2 separate regions of the Mus musculus genome follow, and region 1 is linked to region 2. Evidence: chromatin contacts called from public HiChIP or PLAC-seq data. All regions are on one chromosome and are shown on one strand. Each heading gives the region's core, a stretch centred on a gene start, on an enhancer-like site or on the middle of the called end of the contact. The rest is flanking DNA. Distances are from core to core; before and after follow the strand shown.

Region 1 (7,053 bases), core at 649-3,148, 670 kb after region 2:
GTGTATGAATTTCCAATCACTGCTGCTTCAAGCTAACTTGAGGTCTTAGACAAAGAGGAAGTTGTATGGCTATGGCCCAAAGGAGGGAGGCCCAGGGTTACTTAAGGAAGGACGTGCTGCAAATACCATTCATTTAAAGTATCACACAAGTGTCACCCCATGGCATGCCTTTCCCTGCTTGCCAAACCTCATTTCTGAGACATAGGCAGTGCAAAAGGAACACCTTGGCTTCACAGCCTGTAGAAATGAGAAGAGAAGAACAGCAAGAACTTAGGTGAGTCCATCCCATATCAGGGGCAGAATCCTGACGTTCTTTGGGGGGAACTCAAGCATAGGAAATCAAAAGAGTGTTACTTAAAATCAGGTTATATCGCATTTATTACTATCCTAAGTATACGTAAGAAGCCACAGGCATCCCTCTTATATAACAATGAGCAATCTTTCCCTTGTTTCTCTTTCTCCATTAAATGATGTATCCACTCATTTTAGGGTGAGGCATACATCTCAAAAGATTTGAATATATACATTCTATATTCTTCACTATCCAGATGTGAAACAATTGACTTGAAAGTGTTTTCCTTTTTAGGTAAAATTTTGATTTATCACTAGCATTAATCTTAGAGAAAATTATGTATGTGTAAGTCTTAATTAGACTATGGAATGAAGTGTGCATGTACACACACACATACACACACACACACACACACACACACACACACACACACACACACACACTCACACTTGCATGGAAATGGTGGTGACCTGGTTTTAACTCTAGTGTACAAGCAGGGCTGTTGTAAGGCAGAAATGACTTCATCAGGAAATCCTCAGTCAAACTTCCAAATATACAAATAGATGCCTTTTATTCTGCTGTGAATCAAAATGATGCCATGTCCTGTAATTAAGGATGTTAGTGGCCACGTTGAGTGAGAGCCAACCACACTTAGCCTTTGTTTCTAAGACAGTCATTTTCAAGTTCAGCATCTTAAGGCCAATAGGCACCTTATTTGGCAAAGATTCAGTTCTGTTCCTAAGTCATTTTAGGGTAATAGAATTTTCTTTCTTTCTTTTTTTCCTCCTTTTCTCCTTCCTTCCTTCCTTCCTTCCTTCCTTCCTTCCTTCCTTCCTTCCTTCCTTCCTTCCTTTCTTTCTTTCTTTCTTTCTCTTTCTTTCTTTCTTTCTTTCTTTCTTTCTTTCTTTCTTTCTTTCTTTCTTTCTTTCTTTCTTTTCTGTTCTCTTTTTTGGAGATGTACTGGTTGTTTGAACTTGATGCACAAATATTTATATATTTGGGCATGTTACTATGCAGTCAAAAATCAAAGAGTATTGCCTAAAAAAGCAAAATACAGAAACAAGTCTTAGCAATTATTGAATTGTTATTGAGCAAGATAATTACAAAAACAAACAAACAAATATTCAAACCCCTGTTGCTAAATGCAAATCTACGTGAGAGTGGGACACCAGATAACATTGCCTTATTATTTCTTCCTTACAGGAAATAATATGGAGTCATTAGGCTTTCTAAATATTAACTTCTCAAACTGACTGTGTAACTGGCTCCTGGGGCCGCATACAATGGCAGGGTGATATGGTCTGTTGATCTGGCCCACAGTCTGATGGGAGGGGAGCTGAAACACAGTTTTGTTTTGTTTTGTTTTCTTAAGCAGATCTACAAACCTCTCGGAATCAACCACTCCTTTTTTGGAGTCACTTGAGCCCTTGACCAAAGGCCTGCCTGAGTAGGATCTCTTCCTATGGATGCAGCAGGAACTCTCTATCCGCCTCCTCCAGCTGCAGGAGAGAAGAATTCACCGGAATGCTGAGATAATGCCTGAACTTGCTGAGCCCTCCTGCCTCCTGCCACCTCCATCAAGTTCTATCTTTGTCTTAGGCCCTGAGTCATGCCCTACACCGACCCCTCAGTCATCTGTGACTCATAGCAGAGAGCAGTTATACCCAATGCTGAGCCACAGGAGCAGACGATTATTCTATTCTTCTTTATTCTCTCATTCTCTCTCTTCTTCTTCTTCTTCTTCTTCTTCTTCTTCTTCTTCTTCTTCTTCTTCTTCTTCTTCTTCGTCGTCGTCGTCTTCTTCTTCTTCTTCTCTTTCTTTCTTCCTTCCTTCCTTCCACCTTTCTTTCTTTCTTTCTTTCTTTCTTTCTTTCTTTCTTTCTTTCTTTCTTTCTCTCTCTCTCTCCCTCTCTCCCTCCCTCCCTCCCTCCCCCCTCTCTCTTTCTTTCTTTCTCTCTCTCTTTCTTTCTTTCTTTCTTTCTTTCTTTCTTTCTTTCTTTCTTTCTTTCTTTCTTTCTTTCTTCCTCCGTCATTCTTCCATTCTTTGCTTCTGAAAGTATCTGTATCAGATCAGGACCCCGAGACCAAGTTCTAAGCACAAAGTAGATTTATTTGCACCAGATGGACAAAGGACAGAGAATAAGAGACAAAGACAGGATGAAGACAAAAGCAGAGATGATAAAGGACAAGGGAGAAGGGGAAAGGAACAAAAGAGAGGGGGCAGGAGTACCAATTCTTGGGGGGGGGAATGGGAGGACAAAGGACTGTCTCTGGATAGAGAGGAAAAAGAATTGGCTCTTAGGAAAATGGTGGTTTCTAAAGGTAAAACAAGAAACCCTGTGTTAGGATGAGGTATTTAATTTTAATTGGGCATGTTAATTAGATGAACCAAGGTAGGCTTTTGATTGCTGGATTTGAATACTTTGATAGCTGGACCTTGGTAGTCAGCCTCTAAAGGAGGAAATGTCCAAATAAGGGAATAGACCTTGAGGGCTCGCTTTAGGAATGTAATCTAATGGTTTTCAGCAAGGCAGAGGAAATGGGGGAGAAGGACAAGGCCTGCCAGACTCATGTCATGTGTGTCGTGCTCGGGCTAGCTAGAGGCCTTTCAATTCCTCTCCGTGTCTCTCTCTGTCTCTGCCTCTGTCTCTTCAGCTCTCTGTGTCTCCGACTCTCTGTCTCTCTGTTTTTCTCTGTCTCTCTACCTCTGTCTCCATCTCTGTCTTCATCTCTCTCTCTCTCTTTCCTCTCTCTCTCTCTCTCTCTCTCTCTCTCTCTCTCTCTCTGTCTTGTTCTCTACCTTGGAAGAAAAGTTAGGTCAAATGGTCATATCTTGAGCATCTTCTTCAAGAGCTTCTCTATCATTTGTGTCTTTAACTTGGGAGAAATTTTATCCTGAGTGGGCATTTTGGTGGGTATTTTCTTTTAAATGCCATTTTGGGTCAGATTTCTTTCTTGTAGAGTAACCTATCTTTACTTGATTACAAATATGATACTGAATAATATTTATTTATGTATTTATTATTTGTTGTGTGCTTGCTTGGCCTTTGTAATATGACTTTACAGTTTCTCCCATTAACCTGTGGAGTCTCTCTACTTCTGGAATCTGTATTTGCTGTCCTTTGGCCTTCACAAGTTTCAGAAAAGATTCTGTCTATTAGAGCAGAGTCAAGGCCAAGGCCAGCCTACTTCAGCCAGACTGCAGCTGACTGACCCTTAAACAACAAAGAAATGAGTCAACAGAATAAGCCAAACCTTACCCAAAATGAAAAAACTAATCTCTTGATGTCTAGCTTTACAACAAACAAACAAACAAATGAAAAAAGAATGCGGGTTATCTGCTAAGATTTCTAGTAGTTTGTCATTGTGATAGTAGGTAGCAGACATGTCAGCCTGGCCCTTTAGTCCTATGGGTGGCCTGGCAAGTTAGATCCACATACTCTTGTAATAATGTTTCAAGAGATTTTATTTCTTAATATTGTGTTAGTTTTCACAATGGTGTATTCCAATGGCTTCAAAATGGGACATATTTGTGGTTTTGATACATGCTACACAAATTCATAGAAATAGAAAATGTATTGTTACACATAGACTCATACAGCAGTAAGTCCAGATGCATTGTGTACGTTTGCTAAGGCCAAATTGAAAAGTGCTACAGACATGGTGGCTTAAATCAGGGAAACGCATGCTTTCTTGATTCTAGGAACCAGATGTCTGGGTGCAAATATCAACATGGCTGGATTCTTGCTATGTGTCTCTTCTTTCTTATAGTTGCTTCTCTCCTGTGTTGCCACACTACCTCCTTCAGTGCACCCTTGTAATCATCTCCTTTTCTATTTTTCTTTTCCTTTTTTGGGATGTGGTGTAAGTGTTTGCACATGTGCATGTGCAGACACATGTGTATACATGTGAATGTGCTTAAGCATTATGTAGAGGATAGAGGACAACCGTGAGTGTCTTCCTCCTTTGCTTTCCACCTCATTATAAAGCCTTAAGCTTGTTGTTTTGACTAGACTGAGTAGTCAATGAGCTGCTGACATTGGATCATCTTCTTTTCTCAACCCTGCTTCTGCCAAACTCTGGCATTGCAGACATATGCTAATGGATCAGCCTTTTCATGCGTGACTTGGGGTTGTGAACTGTAGCTTTCGAGTTTGCACAGCAACCCTTTATCCACCTAGCTATCTCATCTTATAGGGACAGTAGTTGTAATGCATTAGAGCCTATCCTAACAGCATCACCTTAATGACATCAAGTCTATGAAAACATGTCTTTAATGTCTTAAAAGGAGTCACATTTAGAAATATCTAGGGCTTAGACTTTGTCATTTGAATTTTTGGGAAACACAAGTCAGGCCCTCCAAAAGTGCCGTTATGATGCCTGATGCTATATCCCCAAAATATAGGTACCATCTTTCCCACAATCTGTCTATGGTCCAAACTGTAGCTAAGAATAAAGTCTCACTACTTTTCTCCACAACATCCACCATTTCCACCAAGAATAGAGTGTCTATTCTTCACTCTAGAGTACTGCTTATCAAAATCCTTTACAAATCTTAAAACCTCACAAATCTTCCCAGGGTGGCACTCTAAATAAGGAACTCCCTTTCAAGTCTTTTGCTATCACCCTGCACTCTGTTGCTGCCTTTTTACCACCTGCCGTATTGCACAGGTATGTTGTCCCTGTGATCTGGAGTTACTCTCATTAATTCTATATTTCTCCTAGTTGCTACTACATCAGTACCTGTGGCACAGATCAACATGATAGCTTTTTTATTCTTTTAGTACCTCTTACTGGATGCATAGCCTCCCTTGATAGTAAGGCCAGACAAAGTGACCAAATTTTGGCAAAATTAATGTACTGTGAATCTTTTATCTGTGGCTACATTAGTCAGCTCCTATTCACTGTGAGATGCATGCATTGCTTTTTCCCTATTTTGTTATACGCTGTATGATTCATTTTCCTTCTAGACTTTGAGTGGGTTCAGACAATGACAGAAATAGCTGAAATTGGCTTATCAGAAGGGAAGCTAGGATATGTGTTTTGTCTCTGTATTTCCCCACAGCATCCTTATGAGTAGCAACACCTCTATGATTCCACGTTGATTCTTCAGGATTCTACTATGAATCATCTTTCCTCTGTTGGACATTTCCTGATGAGAGATGCTAATCAAACACAACAAAACAAAAATTTGCCCATTGTCCCACCAGCCCTGAGTTGTTATTTAGTTGAGGCAAACTGTATGGCTATTTGACACCTGTGCTACAGGAATTAAACCTCCTGCCCCACAGGCCTGTTCTGAAAGTAAATAAGCTAAAATATGCAGAATTAGGAGCTGAGAACCTCACACATGTTACAAAGCATGTTGTTTCTTTATAGACATGCACCCTGACTATTTATTTCCCCCTTCAGTTTTTGATCCTCAGTCTTGCTACCATTTTCTTTGATCCTCTGGAAGGTTGTAGTCTGCTCTGCTATCTTTTGCTCCTTTCAGTGCTTACTGTGTAGAAATCTCATGCAATTCACTTAAATATATTTCTTTTTAGCTTCTTTATGGGACATGCTTCCTGGCTCCAACCATAATCTCTTTGCAAACATAATGCTCTTGTGTGCAGAGCTGTTGTTTTTCCATATCACTCCCTCAGTTAATGCCCACCATTCTTGCTGGCCTCCTGGTGCTTCTCATGGAAAAACTGTCAGTGGGCAGATGAGAGAACTGGTCTCCATTCCATCCCTGCTACATTTTATGACTTCTGGATTCTCAGGTCACACAACACTCCAATAAGAAAAAGCTGGGATTCACTGACATATTAAGAAGGAAATGTGTGAAGTACACATGTCGACTCTTTTCTTGCATATGCTTTATCAAAATGGAAGGTTAAAAGTTCTACTCTGGAAATCCAACTTTAGTTTATCTGGGCTGGTTCTTAAAAACTCACTCAGCATTCAAACATTCCAGGGGCTTTTAGTAGAGATGGTGATGGGAAGATCTCTGATAGGGAGGACTAAAGCATCAGAAATATTCAGGGCTTAAAGGGAGGGGGACTCTTTCTGTAAAAGGGAAGGATGCTAAGAAAGATTGACTGTAGAATTGGTCTCAGTTCATGAATACTTCTTTTCATCAATGTTCTATGTAGCATAGTACTGTATCAACACAGGGCTTCCTGTGGAATTCACTTTGGTTAATGGAATTTTGTACTAATATGCTAAAATATTAATATATAACAAAGAATAATATGACAGCAAATATTATGGGTATCATGTGAACTATAATATGTGTCTCTGTGTTTACAAATGCATATATATGCACATGTATATACATACCTTTAATATTTAGGGGTTGGAATATAGTTCATGGTACAACACTGTCTTGCATGTGCAAGATCGCAGCTTCAGTACCACCAAAGAAAAAGTTCTAAACAAGGGAAATTGGAAGAACCCTAGTATTTAAAAATTTTACCTGCAATTGTTATTGTAGAATTTCATAAATGAGTACTGTTTTAGTCAGGGTCTGTATTCCTGCATAAAACACAATGACCAAGAAGCAAGTTAGGGAGGAAAGGGTTTATTCAGCTTACACTTCCACATTGCTGTTCATCACCAAAGGAAGTCAGGGCAGGAACTTGGAGGCAAGAGCTGATGCAGAGGCCATGAAGGGGTGCTGCTTACTGGATTGCTTCCCCTGGCTTTCTCAAAGTGCTTTCTAATAGAACCCAGGACCACCAGCTCCGGATGACACCACCCACAATGGGCTGGGCCCT
Region 2 (6,252 bases), core at 1,875-4,374:
CTAAAAAACACTAATATTTCTCCCTACTAGGACTCCTAAACAGAAAAGGGCATGCTAACACAGAAAACAATAATAGCCTATCTGGATGTTCCATGTTCAGACCAGTTTGCAACCCCTTGGCTCTTCCTAGAACTCACTCTGCCCAAGTGGTGGAAATCTTGTAGAGAGAAGAAGGGAAAGGAGATCCCACTCACATGCATGTGCTGTATATATAACCCTAACAAAAAGTCAGCAGTGATGTCTTCTTGCATGATGTTGATGCTTTTAGTAACTTGATCTTCTTTGTGTTGTACAGAACTTCGTGTATTTCCTGAAAGATTTGTGGTGTGTGTTAGTCAGCTTGCATTTGGTCATGATATTTGGGCAAACCAGAATGAAAAATCGGTATGTACGAAAAAAGCTCTGTAAGTAAGAGAATCTGCTTAATATTGAGTGACCATGGTAATAGTGGTAGTGGTGGTAGTGGATGGTGTGAGTGCGTGCGTGCGTGCGTGCGTGCGTGTGTGTGTTCCAGGGTGTCTTTTATTATCAGCAGTTCATCTGTTTGAAGAGATAAGAGATGCTTGCCTCCCATTTTGCATGCTAACGTTGATCAATTAATGAGTTGATTAATTAATGTGTTGGGTTTTTGTTTCTTTCCCCTCCAAAACCTTCAATATTTAGTTTGCTAGGAAGTATCTTTTCACCTTCAACTTTAAATGAGGCAGCAACATACCAGGACAACCTTGATGGTGTTTGTGATTATAAATGAAGAGAAGTGAAAAATCTGTGCTTCCACTGGAACTTTCCGTTGGAGGCAGTGACTTCTGACTTGTATTCCATGGTGAATCTCTGATGGTTTTTCTGAGAACTAGTGAGTCTCCCCAGTGTATTATTTCTAGCTAATAGAGCTCATTCGCTCTTGCTCTCTTTTCTCATGCTAGGCTTGAGTTCTAGCAGGGCCTTGTTCTGTTTCACAGGAGTTCTCTATTGAGACAAGTAACTGTAGAAAACCTACGCAAAAATATATCTTACATTTGTGTCTTTTAAGCTTAACATGTACTCTTAACAGTATCCTTATTATTTGTATATGTATCTTGCTTCAATCACACTTTAGTCTATTTAACTTGCTCTTAAAAAAATTTAGGTCTACAGCTTGAACCTTCAATGAACAGGAAAAAAAAATATAGAAGACATTAACCCAGCCATTAAGTGTGACATGATTATTATGCTTCTAAAATAATTTATAGGGATATTAGATTATCCCTGTTGTTTATTATTTTTTAACCCATATGAAATTTGAAATTTGGCTCACATAGTTTAAAATCAGTTTCTTATCTCATCTTAAGTAAATACATAAGAACAGTGTTTTGGAGCCTCTGAGACAATAGAGACCCAGAAGAAGTCAAGAGCTGAAAATTCATACTTGCATTTAGTTCCTTTGTTTTGAGCAGAGAATCCTTTCAAAAAAGCCAGTGCAACCCTTTTATTTCTTCTTCATCCATCAAACCCACTCTAGATATGTACATAAAATAAGATTAGTGAAGCAAATCTAGCCAAAAGCATTAAACGTTTCTTCTTTGAAATATTTCCATGATGCTGTATTATCTTTGAAGATTAATAAATACTAAAATAATTTTGTTGGGCTATATTTTAATAAATATTTCTTAACTGATTTTTTTCAGAGCAAGAAAGAATTGATCTGTGGTTTAAAAAAAACAATGATTAACTCTACCAGAATGCTATTACTTGCAGATGGGATACCGGAGAAATCAGATCTTATAGCTGATGTGTAATGTTAATACTTAATATCTGAAATTGTTAAAGAGGAATTAAAGCATCTGAATACAAAGGAAACAGTATCCCCTTAGGGGCTCTGGTATTTGTACAGATGTAAGTTTTCTGTAGCTGCTGTGATATAAATCCTGTAAGCCAGAGAACTTCCTGATTATTGAGAACTTTCATCCTGAACCAGCCTGGATATTTTACATGGGGACTTTGGTTTCCTTATCTTTAACATGTTCTGATCTTTAGTAGGTATACAATCAAAGTTGACCATATTAACTTATAAGAAAAATACTATTTATATCACATGGTTCTTTTGTTGGTTTTGGTGGCTCTTTTTTGGTTATGTCTTTCTTTCCAGTCACATACACACTTTCCCAGCAACAAAAACAAGAGCCAGTACTACCCCCATAGCTCCACTGCCACAAGTGTTCCAACTTCAGCTGAGCACATCCCCTCCTCAGGTTCTTCAGCCCACCACCTTCTCAAGTATGTTGTCACTAGAAGCTATGAAATGCCCAGGCCCTCCTGCAAATCCCTCATCAGGCCAGTCATACTGTCTTCTTGCCATTGATATCTGTCCTCTTCAGAGTTCACCTGTCTCAGCTATTTAGAGATCAATAAACAACCTCACCCTCTCTGATGCCTCCTGGCAGAGAAAGAACAAATTAATTCTCATGATGTACTTCAAACATCCAAACGTCTCTTCCCCAAGCATTTGAATTTCTTTTCATTTTACATTGATGTTTACAAAAACGCAGGGCCCATCTCATTCTCTCCTGCTTATCATTCTAAGGAATTTCTGACTAGGCAAGGCTTGGGAACTTGGCTCCCCATGTAACTATATTGGCAATAAACTAGAGTTATTTTCTTATAATTGTTTATATAACCCGCTGTTTTGCCATCCACAGAAGTGATGGTGGTGGGGCGATTTTGTACCTGAGAGCAACTTGGACCTCTCATTGGGACTGTAGCCATTAAGGAGTTCTCCTTAAGTTCCCCATGCTCTCTGGATCACCTTTGTCTTAAGTGAGAATTTGATAGGAAATCTGAGAGCATCTATTGAAAACTGCTTTGCCAGGGGACTCTTTCAGCCTTCAGACTAGGAAGGCAGCAGTATTTAGCACCCCAGTTCTTCAAGATAGCTGCATTGAAGAACATATACCAGATCACACAGCACAAAGGAAGCAGAGAAATACCCTTCCTCTGCAGAGCAGAGTGAAAGTAGTCCTTGCTGTCCCTTTACCACCATGCCAGTGAAGTCTGTTCCCACTTTGTCAACTCTGTCTGCCTATGTGGGCACAGACAGTTGAGGAAGGCTCTCCTGTTGCAATAGCCCGGCACCCTGTCCATGTGCTTGGGATGTGGGAACTGAGCTGTGTACTTTGGGAAGCAAGGGCATTATTATGAAATGAGTCACTGTATTTTTCTTACTAGAGTTTCTCATAAGAAATCTTAAAACTCTTGTAGCCTCAGATTTGACCTCCTGCTGGCTGTGGAGCCAGAGCCTTTCTGAAGGTTTTACCTTTGTTGGCTCTTTTCACGTTTTCCTTAGCAGCATAAAATATCAAGTCAGATTTTACTGTACTTGGAGGTACTCCACAAAATTGGCGTGTCTCCTCTCCTCCCTCCCTCCCCCCCCTCTCTCTCCCCCTCTCTCTCTCCTCCCCCCCCCTCTCATACCACCCCCTTCCCAAACATAAGTCTCCTGTGTAGAGACTGCCCTTTTTCAGTTGTTTGGAGCACACTGAAATTACTTACTAGAGTCTTTGATTTCTTTATTGAAGTTATGTAAATAACTGTGGACCTCTGTATATATCTGGGACATTTCAGGGTCATTGCAAAGCTACTGTTTGATTGTGTGTTGGTTACAAGCCTCTCCTAGTCTCTGGAGACCATGGTTCCCATTCAATCTGACCATTACATTGAACAGAATGTTCTGGGTGCTGGCTCTGTACCAGGGTCTCTGGTGAGTTTCAGTGACACAAAAATAAGAAAATACTGCTGCCCTCTAGCTGCTTATAGTCCGGGAGATTGACACCACTATTGATTGTCCTAGTTGCCTAAAATCAGTCATAGAGTAGAAGCTGTGAATTTAGAGACTAAAGCCCAGAATTTAGATTTCCACTCCTTGTTTTAAAACTTTAATGTGTCAAAGCCTAAGATCCAATTAGAAATTAGAAAATGACACATAGTGTTAGTGCTGCCTAAAAGCAGATTCATACCCTAAGATTTTTGGGGATTTCCATCTTCTCCTGCATCTGAGTTGTGGCTGAGCTATGAAAATAGTGTCAGGCTTGCGAGTGACACACACACGCATACATATACACACACGCATATGGGCACTAGGGCAAGGTCCACTCTGTAACACAGACTATATAGAAGGATTGCTAAGAAGTCCTGGAAATCAACAACATTTAAACATTAAGTTTAATACATCTCCTAAGCCAGGTTATTGTTTACAACAAACAAACTAACTTTCTCATTTGTGAATATAATATTGACATAAAAATTAGTATCAAGCAATAAACTACTGTAGGTTGAATTATATTTAGCATATGTCTTATTCTCCTCAGCTGTGCATGGTCCAACCTCTGCTGGCCTTATGAGAGGGTGTCACATTATCTCAAAAAGCTTTTCTCACATGGAATTTCTGTCAAGAAAAAAAAAGGATAAAAATACACTAAATAAGAATTTTAATGTGATTTTTACATGAAGTAGTTTTATTTAATATAACAACAGTCCTGTAGAATCTAGTCATTTTATTTTAGGGGAAATAAACAACATTTTAAGCCTTATGTTTTTTAAAATGGAAGAAGCACAAATTAAAAAAAAAAAAAAACAGAAGAAATGGACTACATAAAAATTTGAGTGTATTAACTAACTTCTATGCCCTGTGAGGGGCTAAGTAATCTATGACGTTTCCAAGTTTTGTATGAAGTATCAGACTATAGGAAGCCATTCTTGTCTCTGTTTATGCTTATGGTTCATCGTAAATTACATGGAACTGTCAAGACATTTCCATAACACTTGGGAATGGACTTGAGTTTGGAAGAAAGGCTCTTTACTAGTTCCCATTTTCTTATAGTTCAAACTAGCTTATTCCTTAGCAGGTAGTTATCAAAATCCTGGAAGTTCATTACATCCAAAGATGAAATACAAATATGCACAAGGAATTTGAAAATTACCTTTGACTCCCAGCCCAAAATAATTGTTACTAACCTAATCTTTATTATTAGTTTAGCCTTAATAACTGAGGTCAATGAATATTTATTTTAGCTAGGGCCCTGTTTATTATATTAGTTTATTTCTGCTTTCCTATTGACATTCTATTGATGATATTCTTTCTACTTACTATATAAAATATTCTTATCAAGTAGCAGAGGACTGCCTGTCTGGCCTCAGTAGGAGAAGATGCATTGAATCCTTTAGAGACTTGAGGTCTTAGGGAGTGTGGGAGCATCCTATCCACAACAGGGAGGGGAGAAGGAACAGGATGAGGGGCTGAGGGAGGGGGACGGGAAGAGGGGCAAGGGCTGGATAAAAGAAAAGAACAACAGGCAAACAAACAAGAGTAATTCTTAGTGAGCTTATCATTTGTCTTTCAATTATATGTCATTGATATGAGGCAGAAGTCTGTGTCTTTTCCATAATGATTCTTTTTCTTTTTTTAAATTAAACTAATAAAATTGATTTTAAAATATACAACTCAGTATTGACTTTTTTGTTGTTGTTGTTTTGGTTTTTGGTTTTTTGTTTTGTTTTGTTTTGTTTTTTCAAGACAGGGTTTCTCTGTGTAGCCCTGGCTGTCCTAGAACTCACTCTGTAGACCAGGCTGGCCTCAAACTCAGAGATCCACCTGCCTCTGCCTCCCAAGTGCTGGGATTAAAGGTGTGCACCACCACGCCCGGCCAGTATTGACATTTTTAAGTCATCAAAATAATTTATAATAGTTAAATGCCTCTTAAATATACATGATATCTTCTGAAGCTAAAAGTAATATGCACTCAATGAGTTTTTTTAAATCTATTTGAAACATTAAATATGATAGAAGAAAAAAACCTCTATGAAGTCCTCTATGAAAGGAAATTGTGACAAGTTCTTGATTAGGCAGAAACTGTTCCATCTCCAAGGGAAAATACTCAGTATAACTGTGGCTTCATAGAACAAATTAGGTAATGTTCCTTCTGTTTCTATTTTGTGGAATAGTTTGAAGAGTATTGGTATTAGCTCTTCTTTGAAGGTCTGATAGAATTCTTCACTAGACCCATCTATCTGATCCTGTCTTTTTTGTTTGCTTTGGGGGGGGGGGTTTAATGGCTGCTTCTATTTCTTTAGGGATTATAGGATTGTTTAGATGGTTTATCTGATACTAATTTAACTTAGATATTTGGTATCTGTCTAGAAAATTGTTCATTTCATCCAGATTTTCCTGTTTAGTTGAATATAGGCTTTTGTAGTAGGATCTGATGTTTTTTTTTTTTAAAC

What was found. HiChIP or PLAC-seq counts read pairs in DNA pulled down with a chosen protein or histone mark.
Region 1: a FOXA1 HiChIP or PLAC-seq map of pancreatic cancer cells shows a contact between it and region 2. The contact joins two enhancer-like sites. A contact is called at or near these places in 2 of 484 Hi-C or Micro-C datasets (the HPC-7 cell line and nephron progenitors) and 3 of 115 datasets of contacts at active chromatin or transcription factors (embryonic fibroblasts, hepatocytes and pancreatic cancer cells).

What each region holds. Positions count from the first base shown.
Region 1 is chr2:137,720,378-137,727,430 of GRCm38.p6, forward strand. It overlaps Gm14064 (a long non-coding RNA gene), which reads left to right. Exons shown (of 6, transcript XR_866773.2): 6 at 1,668-2,026. Among named protein-coding and RNA genes, the nearest start is that of Gm14064, 61 kb to the left of the region's middle. Within about 2 kb of position 1,899, at least 48 of the 459 cell types and tissues checked have an H3K27ac peak or open chromatin away from gene starts, as enhancers often do. A contact at or near this core is called in pancreatic cancer cells, where this site is marked.
Region 2 is chr2:137,046,422-137,052,673 of GRCm38.p6, forward strand. It overlaps Slx4ip (SLX4 interacting protein), which reads left to right. Exons shown (of 8, transcript NM_028834.3): 6 at 296-384. Among named protein-coding and RNA genes, the nearest start is that of Jag1, 67 kb to the right of the region's middle. Within about 2 kb of position 3,125, at least 64 of the 459 cell types and tissues checked have an H3K27ac peak or open chromatin away from gene starts, as enhancers often do. A contact at or near this core is called in pancreatic cancer cells, where this site is marked.